Regions from separate parts of the Ovis aries genome. Here region 1 is linked to region 2. A link is a contact called in public Hi-C data. All regions are on one chromosome and are shown on one strand. Each heading gives the region's core, a stretch centred on a gene start, on an enhancer-like site or on the middle of the called end of the contact. The rest is flanking DNA. Distances are from core to core; before and after follow the strand shown.

The links. Hi-C and Micro-C count contacts between places; a contact is called where the count stands out from the background.
Region 1: a Hi-C map of liver shows a contact between it and region 2, with 4 times the contacts expected there. The contact joins two enhancer-like sites. A contact is called at or near these places in 9 of 16 Hi-C or Micro-C datasets (blood, hypothalamus, liver and 4 more).

Annotation. Positions count from the first base shown.
Region 1 is chr15:54,044,687-54,047,386 of ARS-UI_Ramb_v3.0, forward strand. The region is part of intron 2 of UVRAG (UV radiation resistance associated); the gene reads left to right. Among named protein-coding and RNA genes, the nearest start is that of UVRAG, 48 kb to the left of the region's middle. Within about 2 kb of position 1,270, at least 2 of the 54 cell types and tissues checked have an H3K27ac peak or open chromatin away from gene starts, as enhancers often do. A contact at or near this core is called in liver, where this site is marked.
Region 2 is chr15:53,976,630-53,979,329 of ARS-UI_Ramb_v3.0, forward strand. It overlaps DGAT2 (diacylglycerol O-acyltransferase 2), which reads left to right. Exons shown (of 8, transcript XM_027979550.3): 8 at 1-2,700. Among named protein-coding and RNA genes, the nearest start is that of UVRAG, 20 kb to the right of the region's middle. Within about 2 kb of position 1,417, at least 1 of the 54 cell types and tissues checked has an H3K27ac peak or open chromatin away from gene starts, as enhancers often do. A contact at or near this core is called in liver, where this site is marked.

The sequences.
Region 1 (2,700 bases), core at 20-2,519, 68 kb after region 2:
GTAGACAGGGAACGGGGGCGTGCTGCGGTTCATGGCGTGGCGAAGAGTCAGAGACGATTTAGTGACTGAACAACAGCGACGCTGTATCTAAGAGGGGAAGACTGTTCCAGGCCAAGAAGTAGGAAACCACAAGGCGTGTTCTTGAGGTTTTCAAGGAATGGCTAAGAAGTTAGTGTGGCCGGAGTGGAGTGAGTGGTTTGAGATTTTGACAAGCGTGACGGAGACAGGGAGAAAGAATCAGGACAGCAGAGGAAATGACCTGGAGAGATAGCAGATAGTAGTCAAGGGGTGGATGGCATGGGAACGAGTTTTTGAGAGGTAACACATGAGGGCAGCTAGTGAACAAGGACCCCCAGCTTATTCATTTTTCTATTTTCTAATGTCCCTAGCACAGTGAAGTCCAGCGTCCATTGCATTAACTAGAATAATCCACTGTTGACAGGCTAGATGGTGGAGCTGTGTCTCCAAGTTATATGTCAGAGTCCTGATTTCTTCTCAGATATATTTAGCATTGAACAGTTAGTAGTGAATGTATAATTCAGCTTTCTTATCTCAGGGTTCAGCTAACCATACCCTCCAGACTCGTTATTTGTTGATTTTTGGTTCAGGGGGAAATTAATATTCTTAACATTATTAAAGGGCCATTGGTTAATTAAAAACTAAAATAATTGAAGTGGTAAGAATGGAAGTAACTAAATTCTCTAAATTGGGTTTTGTACATACATAAAAGTAGAGGCGAATTGGTTAATGAACCCACATGAAAGTGAAAGTCACTCAGTCGTGTCCAACTCTTTGAGACCCCATGGACTATACAGTCCATGGAATTCTCCAGACCAGAATACTGGAGTGGGTAGCCTTTCCCTTCTCCAGGGGATCTTCCCAACCCAAGGATCAAAGCCAGGTCTTCCACATCGCGGGCGGATTCTTTACCAGCTGAGCCACAAGGGAAGTCTGAGAATACTGGAATGGGTAGCCTATCCCTTCACCAGCGGATCTGCCTGACCCAGGAATTGAACCGGGGTCTCCTGCATTGCAGGCGGATTCTCTACCAACTGAAGCTATCAGGGAAGCCCAGTGAACCCATGTGCACCATCTTTAATAATTATCAAGTTAATTATTGCGTATTTTATTTTTTACGAAAAAGTTTTTCTTTTTTATTAAGAAAATTAAAAATCTTATGGTGGCAGGATAGCTAGTTCCTGTGTGTTTGGAAACCCGTCTCTTTCACAGCATTGTGCTGCCCCCCTTACATCACACTCCCTTCTGCTGGTTAGATGTCTCTTAGAGGTCTAACAGAGGTCAGTGATAGGCCTTATAACTGAATAAACAAAGTTCTAGAGCATGTGCTTTTAGGGAAAGCATGTGACAGAGTTATCAGAACCAAAACTTCTGTTTGAATTGAGAGTGCCTGAGATATTTTTAAATCTTTGGGAAAAAATTGACTGGACAATAGAAATATTTTTTATGAGTTACTGGCCTGAGGGGTTGTCACAGAAGTGTATGTTCTAATTGAACTGAGTTAACATTTCATTTTTGTGTGTGAGAGAGAGAGAGAGAGAGAGAGAGAGAGAGAAGGGAGTTGGATCCTCTTGCTTAGCCATCTTATACTACTTTGTGTTAGACTCCATCATCATGCAGTTGTAAGACCAGGGAAGAACAGGCTTCTTTGGGAACATGTAGGAATGTCATTTATCTTAGTTTGGTGAGGGGGGTCAGGAGAGGCCTCTTACAATAAGGGATTCCTAAGTTGAGACATGAAGGATGAATAAAGGTGAATGAGACAAAGGAGAGAGAGTTTTGGGCTGGGTAATAATTACTGCTTATGAATTTAGTATGCCATTCCTGAGAGTTATCTTGTATGTTTTGGGGAAGTTGGAGCAGCTTTTATGAATTCTTAGTTGTGTTTCTTGTGACTGTAATTTGTTTTTGAGTGATAAAATAGTGACATCTTGTTTGTGTTTTGAAACCTTTCTGTATATGTGTTCCTTTAATAAATATCAGTTGGACAGTGTTTTAGAGAAATTGCCCAGGTAATAAATAATAATTTTAGATTCTCCTGGAGGTGAATTTTTCAAAGCTATAAATATCCTAATATTCTGCCACTGTACTTTCAGTGAATAAGATATAGGTCCCTAAATGATGTTAGTACTTGAATAATTTGTTCCATCTAGACATGGGCTTATATGTATAGGTTAAATGTAGAAAATCATCTAGATCTTTACAATGACATTATTAGGCAGTGGAGTCTTTAATATGTGGCAGACCATATCTGTATCTGAGTGGACCAGCTCAGAAATGATTGGTTGTTGCCTGGCAGCTATTCTATAAAATTATAAAGGAAGGTCATTGTAATGAGAAGATTGACAGTAGTTCTATATTAATGTTCTTTTGGTTTAAAATGTTGATTCAGGCCATCTATTCAGCCACAGAAACAACTTCAAAAGACTACTGTCTTTTCCAAAGACTTTTAATTAGTTTTGGAATAAAGTATTCTTTGTGCCCATCATCCCACCCCTTAAATGTGGTCCTTCATATTTAAGGGCCATACATTCACGAGGTCTTTTTTTTTTTTTTTTTCCCATTTTGGAAAGGGGTGTTTATTTCATTCTTTTTCTGCTGAGAATTTGAAATTACACTATTTCATATTCCAGAGCACATGGAGTTTAGTTGAGAGATGACCTTACACATAGGGGAGTAAAT
Region 2 (2,700 bases), core at 167-2,666:
AGTCAAGGTATCAGCTGGGCTGCAGTCATCCCAAGGCTCAACCTGGGGAGGATCCACTTCCAAGGTCATTCTTTTTTTTTTTCCCAAGGTCATTCTTTTGACGGCTGGTGGGATTCACTTCTCACTGGCTTTGACTGGAGGCCACTCCCAGTTCCTTGCCACATGGGCCTTTTGGTAGAGTAGCTCACAGCATGGCAGCTGGCTGCATCAGAGAGAGTAAGCAAGAAGAACCAGAGTTCAAACAGAAACATCAGTTCAGTTCAGTCCAGTCCCTCAGTTGTATCTGACTCTTTGCAACCCCATGGACTGCAGCACACCAGGCTTCCCTGTCCATCACCAACTCCCGGAGCTTACTCAAACGCATGTCCATCGTGTCGGTAATGCCATCCAACCATCTCATCCTCTGTCATCCCCTTCTCCTCCCACCTTCAATCTTTCCCAGCATCAGGGTCTTTTCCAATGAGTCGGTTCTTCACATCAGGTGGCCAAAGTATTGGAGTTTCATCTTCAGCATCATAGAAACCATAGTCTTCTATAATCTAATCTCAGTAGTGACAACCTATCACTTTTGCCATATTCTTCTTTAGATGGAAGTCACTACGTCCCACTCGTACTCGTGAGGATTACACAACACACAGTGAACACCAGGGGGCAGGGCTCACTGGAGCCCCCTTCACAGCTGCCTACCTCCCCTGGGAAAGGCTACTCTCCTGCAGTAAGGTCTTGGAATAGCTGAGCTAGAAAGGTCCATATGGATCACTCAACCATGCTCCTTGCTTCTGGCCTTAGTTATACCACAACTAAGGCCTGGCCTGCTGGCATCTAGTGATTTCATGCACACCTGGATCTCACAAGATGCTGGCTCTCTATTCTAATTCCATTCAGTTCAATGAGTACCGAATACTTTTTGGGATCTTTCCCACTTGAGCTAAGGGAACTTCTCATTTTCCACTGCCTAACACCTGTCCTGGGGCTTCCTGGATGGCACTAATAACCTGCCTGTCAATGCAGGAGACGTGGGTTCGATCCCTGGGACTGGAAGATCCCCGGGAGGAGGGACTGGCAGCCCACTCCAGTATTCTTGCCTGGAGAACCCCAGACACAGAGGAGCCTGCAGTTTAGGGTCCATAGGGTCGTACAGAGTCTGACAAGACTGAAGTGACTTAGCATGCACGCATGCAATGCCTGTCCCAACCATTTACCTCAGGGACCATTTCTCTTTGCCACAAGCTATGAGCTTGGGAGCAGAAACAAACAAACGCTGGAAACAGCTGAGGATACTCAGAGTGGTCAGAGCTGTGACAGAGAGGCCTCTAGTCCAACCCTGGTGGTCCTTGGTGAGCTGGGGCCCCAGCCTGAGCTGGGACTTAATGGGTGACTGGAAATTTGCCAGGAAGGGCAAAGTAGCAAAGTGCAGACCAGAGAGGCTCCTGATCTGAACCACCTAGAGGTGACAGTAGAGGTCTGCAAGGGGCTTCTCATGGAAGGGCAGGGAGCTGGCTTCTCCGGAGTGTTTCCATGGGGAGGCAGGCAGGGCAGAGAGGAGGTGCCCTGGAGGGGCCAACAGAGACTGGATTCTGTGGCTCCAGGCAGGTCTTAGGCCTCAGGACACTGAGCCTGGGTTAGAGAACAGACATTGCCTTTAGGATCGGGAAAAGGCCTGTTTTCTGATGCATCTCCCATACCAGCCCCAACCTGAGCCTAGCCATGACCCTCAGCATTTGGCTTCAGACTAAGCTGCTGCTGCTGCTACTGCTAAGTCGCTTCAGTCGTGTCCGACTCTGTGTGACCCCATAGACAGCAGCCCACCAGGCTCCCCCATCCCTGGGAGTCTCCAGGCAAGAACCATGGAGTGGGTTGCCATTTCCTTCTCCAATACATGAAAGTGAAAAGGGACAGTGAAGTCACTCAGTCATGTCCGACTCTTCGCAACCCCATGGACTGCAGCCTACCAGGCTTCTCCGCCCATGGGATTTTCTAGGCTCCGTCAGACTAAGCTAAGCTACCCCTATAAACACAGCCCAGTATTCTCAGCATTAATTTTGTGAAGATTAAATACCTACTCTACATCAAGAAATTCACCATCTCTACTTAAGAATACAAGCCAATAAGGAGGTTGCAAATGTTGGAGGGGCCATCTTCACCTGGGGCAACATATGGTCAGCCCTCCATTTCCATGGATCCTGCATCTGCAGATATGTAGGGCCAATTGTACTACTGTATTTTTTACGAGGGATTTGAGTATGCTCAAATGTTATTCATTTGGGGGAGGGATTGGAATAGGGGTGGCAGATCCTATAATCAGTCCCCTGCAAATAGCAACGGTGTCTGTCTAGCAGTCACCTGTGCAGAGCAGAGGCTAGCCTCACTCTAAGCTGTGTGTGGGGTACTCTAGGTAAATGTTATGAACATTGCCTTGGGCTGGGAGTTGTTACCTTAAGAGAGCGAGCTGGAATCTCCTTTTCCAGAAGACCCACTGCCTATGGACGGCGGGAGTGGGGCTGTCGTCTCAGTTGTTGTTCAGTTGCTCAGTCGTGTCCGACTCTTTGCGACTCCATGGACTGCAGCACTCCAGGGTTCCCTGTCCTTCACCAGCTCCTGGAGTTTGCTCAAACTCTTGTCCATTGAGTCGGTGATGCCCTCTGCCTGAAGGTCAATTCCGAAGTTCTGCTTGTTGTTCCCAGATATGGCCACTAGGGG